Linked DNA regions of Macaca mulatta: region 1 is linked to region 2. The links are chromatin contacts, called in public Hi-C maps. All regions are on one chromosome and are shown on one strand. Each heading gives the region's core, a stretch centred on a gene start, on an enhancer-like site or on the middle of the called end of the contact. The rest is flanking DNA. Distances are from core to core; before and after follow the strand shown. Region 1 holds the start of SRPRB (SRP receptor subunit beta). Region 2 holds the start of NPHP3 (nephrocystin 3).

Region 1 (4,723 bases), core at 1,860-4,359, 1.0 Mb after region 2:
TGATTTTAATGACCAATTATTTATTCCTGACTCCCAAATGAAAACCTAGTGTATACTTGTGGAACTTTATGTTTACTCATCACTTGCTTGACATAAGTTTTTAGATTTCCCAGAAGCACCTGAAATGCAACATATAGAAAAGAGACAGTTTTCATTCTGGCTACTCTTACATTGGATCCACAGCCCCAAGCCCCCTACCATTGAGGTCCCTAATTCATTTAATGGCTTTCTCATCTTCCTAGTCACCCACACCCACCACCTAGGATGCAGCCTTGAAAACATTCCTTTTACTTAATTCACAATATCCAACTAATCACATCCTATGTATTTTAACTCTCAGACATCTCTCAAATTTGTGCCCTCATTTTCATACCTATTTCTGTCTCTGTATTAGATTCTGAGCATCCTTTGCCTAAATACTGCATCTTTTACCTAAATGCTCTCAGCTGCTCTCTCTGCCTGAAGTTTTTTTTTTTTTTTTTTTTTTTTTTTTCTCTCAAGTGTTAGTTCTCCATAGATCTGCCAATTATCTATATCACCCCAAATGAAACTTCTTACTGCATTCTGGATAAACTCTAAGATCCTCAACATAGCACACAAAATCCCTTCTGGTCTGATTCCTGCCAATCTTTCTAGCTTCATCTCCTGTCACTCCTACTTAAATGACTGCTCTAATCAATATTTATAGATTTTATAATTGATGATTTGGCATCCATTCATCACCAGGCCAAACTAACAGCCAACATTGTTTACATTTCCCCCGTGGCCTGGCTTTTGAGGGTGTGCCTAAATCATATTACAAAGCTTCCTACCACAACCCTTAACATCTGTGTTTCACTTCTTGCCCAATCAAAAATGTCTCTATCTAGCTACTTGCTGACACATTAGTAATAAAGGCAGAGTCCCAGTTCCTCTCTTTTTTTCTTTTTTGGAGGCAGGGTCTAGCTCTGTTGCCCAGGCTGGAGTGTAGTGGCATGTGATCACAGCTCATGGTAACCTGGAATTCCTGAGCTCAAATGCTCCTGCCTCAGTCTCCCAAGTAGCTGGGACTGCAGGCATATGCCACCATGCCTGGCTAATTATTTTTTAATTAAAAAAATGGTTTTTTTTGCAGAGACAGGGTCTCACTATGTTGCCCAGGCTGGTCTTGAATTCTTGGCCTCAAGTAATCCTCCTGCCTTGGCCTCCCAAAGTGCTGGGATTAATAGCTGTGAGTCACCAGGTCCAATGCCAGTTCCTCTCTTTTTCCTTGTCCCTGTGCACGTTGAGGTTTTGTGTGGCCCTGAGTGTTATCAAGCTAAATGACAAGCAGAGAGGGAGGCTCTAAAAGAAAATAACATTTATTCATGAGTAGGCATTGCAGTGGGAATATGTATGCCATTTCAACTATGTGCACATTCAGGGAGGTGTAAAGGAAGACAAAGATTTTTAAAGAAAAAATGAGTCGGCCGGGCGCGGTGGCTCAAGCCTGTAATCCCAGCACTTTGGGAGGCTGAGGCGGGCGGATCACAAGGTCAGGAGATCGAGACCACAGTGAAACCCCGTCTCTACTAAAAATACAAAAAATTAGCCGGGCGCGGTGGCGGGCGCCTGTAGTCCCAGCTACTCAGGAGGCTGAGGCAGGAGAATGGCGGGAACCTGGGAGGCGGAGCTTGCAGTGAGCCGAGATCGCGCCACTGCACTCCAGCCTGGGCAACAGCATGAGACTCCGTCTCAAAAAAAAAAAAAAAGAAAAAAAGAAAAAATGAGTCAGATTCCATAACTGTTTTGAGATAATTATCCTCGGCTACAAGGATCAAACAGCAAGGATAGCATCAGTAATAGGCTGGACAGGCAGTTGCTGGGTAGCTGTCCTCACAGACATATTTTTTGTGTGTAAGGTTGCGATGCCCTTTGTGCACGGTTGTGGTTTTTGCAGTCTTCTGTGACAGTTTTTGTCATCAGGCATTAGTGCATGAGAACCCTCCCTCCACGGCCTTTCACCAGCTCCATTTTTCTGATTTAAATAAATAAATAAATAAATAAAGTGACTCCATTTTGATTCTGACAACTTTTTCAATGGCAATGTGGAACTGTAGTAACTTTTTTCAATCTTTCAGTGACACTGACATCTTCATGTCTCTACTCAGTCATACAATTAAATTAAATCATGTGTACATTTTAAAACAATGACAACCTGTTTAATGACAGAGACTGTGAACTGGGACCCTCGAGGTTGGCCACTTTTGGTGTTTTATTTGGGCCACAAGTTTTTGAATGCTTTCAATTACCTACCAAAATTTCAAAAGTGGAAAACTTCCCATAAAAACCTGCCTTTATTGCTTCTCTTGAAAACTGGAAGAACTGGCCACCTAGGTCCCACAACACCTACCTGGCTGAATAAGGTCGGCCCCACTTTCAGCAGAAATAACCTCTGCAGTTTTCAACAGCCCCAGCTCTCCTGGGCGTTGACTTTCCTAGTTGCTTCCTTTAATGCAGACGTTTGAGTTTGCAGCCCTAGATTGACAGTGTAGGGGCACTGAATTAGTTAGCTTTCCCACGCACATCATTTCTTATACTCATTTTTTTCTGCACAGCACCTCTTTTTCCTTTAACCACTCGCACATGCTAACTCGTTCTTCAGGACTCAGTTCGAATTTCCAGAAGCTTTTCTCTGAACTCATGATGGACTCTGCGTCCCATTATGTATTCCCGCATCGCTCCGCGCATCCATCTAGCACATCCCTTGCCACATTAAATTCAGATTAAATGTTTGTAGGATGCTTGAGTTCTTCACAAGTCTCACGTCACTTAGCGACGGTCAGGAAATCCTCAGTGGTAGTTTCGGGAGTCATTCATTTTATTGATTTCATCATTCTTTCAACAGCCATAACGTACGTGACGACGACTGACTCGTATCTTCAAAGATGTGTGTGTCCCTCCCCTGTCGTTCTGCAGGAGGACCGAGTACCAGAGAACTACAACTCCCATCAGGCACTTGGGGATCACCGCGGCTGAGGGAGAGACTAAGGCTTAGGAACCACCATTCGCGTGAGGCTCTGCTCCCTGCGCCTGCGCAGAGTGCAGGGCCACGTCGCTTTTGCGGTACCCGAGACCACGCGTTTCATCCATGGCTTCCGCGGACTTGCGCCGGGTGGCAGATGGCGGCGGTGCTGGGGGCACCTTCCAGCCCTACCTAGACTCCTTGCGGCAGGAGCTGCAGCAAACGGACCCAACGCTATTGTCAGTAGTGGTGGCGGTTCTTGCGGTGCTGCTGACGCTAGGTAAAAGGCGGCCGGTGGTTATGGCGGGTGCGGGGCGGGCAGAGGTCCGGGCTGAGAGAGCGCCTTGAGGGCATCAGGAGGGTGAGACCCACCCAGTCTACACCCCACCCTCTCGCCTGAAGCAGCGGCAGCAGCGGGGCGTTAAGGGAGATCCCGGGCGACCCCCGGAGTTACATCCTGGTCTTTGGGGCGCGGATTGCTCTTCGTCATCTTCCCTGTCATGCTTGAGTGCGCTATTCCCCACCTTCCGCTGTTCTCAGTGCAAGGATTCAGGGTCTTGACAGCAACTTTCAGCCTATACCAAGGTAGTGAGATCGCACTTGAGTCCCCAGTCAGAGTAAGGAGTGCAAAGAAAAGTTGACAGTTGACACGCCCGGCTCAGTGGGCCCCTAACAACAGCAATAGTAACCATTATGATAAAAGTCAGTTCCAGGTGAATGAGGTGTTTCATCACAGACTTCTGTGAATTTCCCCACCCCAGCCATGCACATATACTGATTGCCAAGGCGTAATTTCTGTTGTTTTTCTTTCTATTCCACAGTCTTCTGGAAGTTAATCCGGAGCAGAAGGAGCAGTCAGAGAGCTGTTCTTTTTGTTGGCCTTTGTGACTCCGGGAAAACGTTGCTCTTTGTCAGGGTAAATGATTTCATTTACACCCCTGTTAAGCTTAATAGAAAATTGTATAGCATCCCAGTATTCCTGTCATCTCATGGTTTATTTTCTAAAAGAAGCTGATGCTGGTAAATTTGAGAGTTACCAAATTTACTTGACTTACTTGGGAGAACAGAAAGACTCTTAGAAACCCATAATTGAGAAATGTTGATCATTTTTCCTCTTTTTTCTTTTTTTTTTTTTGCCCTTGCCAGATGCTGATATTTAGTCTTTATCACATTTAAGGGTTTTATTTAATTAGTTTCATTCCAGAATAGCAGAAGCACAGAAGCCAGTGGTCTACAGTTTATCATTCCTTGGTTAACAAATTCTTATGAGAGTTTATCAAAGACACTTTTTCACAGGATGATCCTTCTTTGACATAGTGGGCTAGTTAGCTTCTTTTTACTAATATTTATTTTTAATACATTTAGTATTTTTAATAGTGTGTTTTAACATGGTGAATAGGAGAGGTTTTCTGCTTTTTAACTTTTCTTTCTGAGAGTATAAATTATTTCCCTTCCATTCAAGAAATAGCTCAAATCTTTTTTTTTTTTTTTTTTTTTTTGAGGCAGGGTCTCGCTCCAATGCCCAGGCTGGGGTACAGTGGCGGGATCTCCGCTCATTGCAGCCTTGACTTCTGGGACTCAGATGATTCTCCCACCTCAGCTTCCGAGTAGCTGGGACTACAGGCGTGCGACACTAAGCCCGTCTAATTTTTTATATTTTTTGTAGAGATGAGATTTCGCCACATTGCCCAGGCTTCAAATCATTTTTGATGGTTAAAAATCTTTACAGAAGATTGGGAA
Region 2 (4,574 bases), core at 155-2,654:
CGCCTCCTGAGTTCACGCCATTCTCCTGCCTCAGCCTCCCGAGTAGCTGGGATTACAGGCGCCTGCCACCATGCGCAGCTAATTTTTGTATTTTTAGTAGAGACGGAGTTTCATCATGTTGGCCAGGCTGATCTCGAACTCCTGACCTCAGGTCATCCGCCCGCCTAGGCCTCGCAAACTGTTGGGATTACAGGTGTGAGCCACCACGCCCGGCTGCTTTATATACTATTTTAGTGAATTATAATGGACCTGCTACATGGAGGGCATGCAATAATTAATTTTAGAGTAAATTAATCAAATGGACTAAGGAAATTTGACTACATCTAGAAAAGGTTTTCAATCATAGCAGTTAAGATGGTGAGAATCAGGAGGCTTCCAGAAAATTTCATGTCAAGACCATTACAATGCAAGAGCCATGAAACTTCACAAAGAAACCGACACATGAGCCCCACTTTGGAGCCCCAGGCAAAATTTTTATAGGGAGGGGGAGGATAAAACTCCTAGGAAGAGTTTGTTGAGTTGCTTCAACAGATGTCACCAGCCTTCTGAGGGGGTGGGCGCGGGGGCCGGAGTGGAGCTGGAGATTGGCATTTGCCTCCTCAGGACACTTTATGGCTAATTTCTTCTAGGTGTCTGAATAAATAAACCAGAAATAGAAAAGCGGGGGCCAGGCGCGGTGGCTCACTCCTGTGATCCCAGAACTTTAGGAGGCCAAGGCGTGAGGATCGTTGAGCCAGGAGTTCCAGGCTGCAGTGAGCCGCGATCGTGCCACCGCAGCGAGACCCTGTCTCCAAAAAAAGAGACAGATAAAGGGGAGGGAATTAAGGAATCATTTCAGACTCGAAGAGAATATGGCCTCTCAAATTAAAATACGCAGTTTCCGCCGAACTTTCAAAGCCGCTTGGTTTGGAGAAGGAGGACGGTCGTGCTTCCCAGGGGTCTCCCGGCGTCGCGGCGCGGCGCGGCGCGGCCCGGCCCGGCGTTACCTGCAGTTCGGCCCGCAGCCGCTTGTTCTCTGTGTCCAGCTTGGCCTCGCGGCGGCCCATGGACAACAACTCCTGGTTCTTGCTGACGCGGAAGATCTCGTACTCCTTCTTGAGCCGCTCGTACTCGGCCGCCGCGTACTCCAGCTCGGGCACCGACGAGCCGGTGGACTTGAAGCTGGCCCCCAGCAGCCCGCCCGCACCTGCCCCGCGGGGAAGCGACCCCGGCCCGGACCCCGCCGCCGCCCCCGCGCCTCGGCGGAACGAGTTGCGTAGCAGGCGGGCCTTGGGCTTCACCTCCACCGGGATCTCGCAAGCCTCGCCGCCGCCCGCCCCGTACGTGTCCTCGATCACCTCCCCGCCCGCGGGGCTCACGAGCGACGAGGCGGTCCCCATGGTGTCCGCGGCGGCCACTAGCTAGTGGGTACCGGCGGGGCTGAGCAGCTGAACGGAGCGGGACGGGGCGGGGCGGCGGGATGGAGCGAGGCTGGAGAGCAGGACCGGGCTGAAGAGCGGGACCGGGCTGGAAAGCAGGACGGGGCTGGGCAGCGGAACGGGGCGGGGCCCGAGAGCAGGACTGGGCGAGGCAGCGGAACGGGGCTAGGCGGGAGAACAGGATGGGGCGGGGCAACTAGAGGGGCGGGGCAGCAGGACGCGGCGGGGCAGCAGAACGGGACGGGGCGGGGGAGCAGGACGGGGCGGGGCAGAGGAACGGGGCGGTGTGGGAGTGCTGGATGGGGCGGGGCAACCGGAGGGGCGGGGCAGCGGGACGGGGCGGGGCAGCGGGACGGGGCGGGGCGGCGGGACGGGGCGGGGCGGCGGGACGGGGCGGGGCGGCAGGACGGGGCGGGGCGGCAGGACGGGGCGGGGCGGCAGGACGGGGCGGGACAACAAGAGGGGCCGGGCAAGTGGGGCGGGGTATATGGGCGGGGCAGGGCAAACGGGGTGGGTCAAGAAAGCAAAAAGGGCGAGGCGGGCTAGCAAGAAGGGCGGGGCTCGCAGGAAGGACGGGGCGAGTGGCGACTGTGCAGGACCAGCATCGGACTGGATGTTGTTGGAGTGGTGCTCCGACGCGGGGCTTCTCTCCGTTGTCTCCGCCCCGCTCGAGGCTCCCTGGCGGGCGTGCCTTACAGGGAGCACAGGCCTGGGTCCCAGCTGCTCCACCAATGCTGCAGCTATTTCTTTCGCTGCCGCCGTGCCTTACCGGAAACTCCTTTCTGGAAGCAGTTGGGAAATCTGAAAAATTTATGGAGTGCCTGCTATGTGCTTCCCGCGATGTCTCTCTCTTAGTTTGCATGTAGATAGAATGACCAGCAAGGAATAATGCCAGCCAAGAAAGAGCTTTTAGATTTTACGGTCTGAAACCACCAGGGACAATCCTTAGACAAGGTAAGTTTTTTAACTCATTGCAACATGAGACATTGGAGACCGCCCACCAATCTCTTCTTCATTCCCTCCATCAAAGTGGCTAGTCATCTTTTCTCTTACCCTTTAGATTTTCTTCAGGAAGAAGTCATACGCCAGACCTTTGCATTCTTCAAAATCCAGAGTATACATACTAATTTCTTCAGGTGGTCTCCTGAGATAAAGGGAAACATTTCCACCATCACAGTACCTTAAGAACTTTCCACCTTTTCACATCCGTTATGATCTCTAACTCCTAATTTTTGAATTCTCCTTGTGGATCAGGGGTTTAAGGATCATCCACTAGGTTTCTGACTAAACACTTTGAACATTTTTGCATCTTAGTACCTCCTTTGGAATGGGCCTCGGCTGAACACTTCTATAACTATGCTTGAGTAATAAGATAAAACAGCCAGCTATCACCCATTCTCTCCAACAAATAACCAAACTCACTATGCGAACTTCCTACAGCTTGGAGAGTACATTCAGATTCTAGTCTGGAACTGAGTGCTCTGAAACAATGCATCTCTCCTTTCCCCCACGTCATTTCTGTCCACTGACATGCCTCTAATCCACATTTCTCCACCCTACTTGCGTACTGATCTTGGATTACTATTGGTCAATGCCAAAGTGACCAAATTTCTTATTCCTCAAAAAATGACATTATTTCTTCCTGGCTAACACGGTGAAATCCGTCTCTACTAAAAATACAAAAAATTAGCCAGGCGTGGTGGCAGGCGCCTGTAGTCCCAGCTACTCGGGAGGCTGAGGCGGCAGAATGGCCTGAGCCTGAAAGGCGGAGCTTGCAGTGAGCGGAGATTGCGCCACTGCACTCCAGCCTGGGCGACAGAGCGAGACTCGGTCTTAAAAAAAAAAAAAAAAAAAAGACATTATTTCTAACCTCATAATCTGTTTTTCTTCTTCATGCTGAATTTAACCCACATACTTCAGTCTGCATTTTGGAAGAATAACTTTTTTTTTTTTTTTTTTTTTTTTTTGAGACGGAGTCTCACTCTGTCGCCCGGGCTGGAGTGCAGTGGCCGGATCTCAGCTCACTGCAAGCTCCGCCTCCCGGGTTTACGCCATTCTCCTGCCTCAGCCTCCCGAATAGCTGGGACTACAGGCGCCCGCCACCTCGCCCGGCTAGTTTTTTTTTTGTATTTTTTTTAGTAGAGACGGGGTTTCACCGTGTTAGCCAGGATGGTCTCGATCTCCTGACCTCGTGATCCGCCCGCCTCGGCCTCCCAGAGTGCTGGGATTACAGGCTTGAGCCACCGCGCCCGGCCTGGAAGAATAACTTTTAATACAGAAATATAGTGAGAATAAAATATTTGGCAGGTGGCTTATAACTTACTAAAGACGGCCACATTTTTTTTAATAGTCCTCTCATAGAAAAGACAGCTAAGACAGCTACATAATTTGTGGGACCCAGTGCAAAATGAATGTGTAATGCCCCTCATTCAAAAATTATAAATATTTTCAAGATGGCAACAGCAGAGCATTAAGCCAAGTATGGGGCGCTTTTGAGTTTTGGGCCCTGCGCGACTGCACATGAGGTTGCATGGCCATGAAGCAAGCCTGTATATGACTCCTCACTTTGAAACTGAGTGAACTCTGACCACTTGGACCAGAGGAATGTGGCAGAAATGACACTGTGCCAGTTTCCAAGGCCAGGTCTTGAGAGAATGGCAACTTCCACTTCTTGTGTCTTGGAACACTCGGGAGTGTTGAGCCACCATGTAGAGACTTACTAACCTGAGACTGCCTAACTTAAGAGGTCATACGTAGGCATTCCAGGTGACAGCCTCAGCTGGGCCCACCTTTCCAGCCAGAGTACCAAGGCATGTAAAATGAAGCCATCTTGGACTCTTCAGACCAGTGCATTCACTATTTAGAAATTAAGTGACTTCAGTATACACTACAGGGAGGAAAATCACCCAACCAACCTCTGCCCACATTTCTGGCCCACAAAATCATGAGATATAATAAAATTACTCTTGGTTTGAGCCATTACAACTTGGTAATTCGTCTTTTCACCTGGAATAAGAAAAATTTCTCTGTATTTGATCAGGCAGCCAATAAACTGATAAAAAATGCTACTGCCTTTTTTTTTTTTTTTTTTTTGAGACAGAGTCTCACTCTGTCGCCCCGGATGGAGTGCAGTGGCGCAATCTCAGCTCACTGCAA

Evidence for each region. Hi-C and Micro-C count contacts between places; a contact is called where the count stands out from the background.
Region 1: a Hi-C map of fetal cortex germinal zone shows a contact between it and region 2, with 6 times the contacts expected there. The contact joins the promoter of SRPRB here to the promoter of NPHP3 in region 2. A contact is called at or near these places in 2 of 14 Hi-C or Micro-C datasets (fetal cortex germinal zone and fetal cortical plate).

What each region holds. Positions count from the first base shown.
Region 1 is chr2:36,849,797-36,854,519 of T2T-MMU8v2.0, forward strand. It overlaps SRPRB (SRP receptor subunit beta), which reads left to right and starts at 3,110. Exons shown (of 7, transcript NM_001190876.1): 1 at 3,110-3,263; 2 at 3,805-3,899. The coding sequence starts at 3,110.
Region 2 is chr2:35,816,241-35,820,814 of T2T-MMU8v2.0, forward strand. It overlaps NPHP3 (nephrocystin 3), which reads right to left and starts at 1,405. Exons shown (of 28, transcript XM_077991469.1): 1 at 987-1,405. The coding sequence starts at 1,379. It overlaps LOC106997117 (a long non-coding RNA gene), which reads left to right and starts at 1,966. Exons shown (of 10, transcript XR_003727106.2): 1 at 1,966-2,372.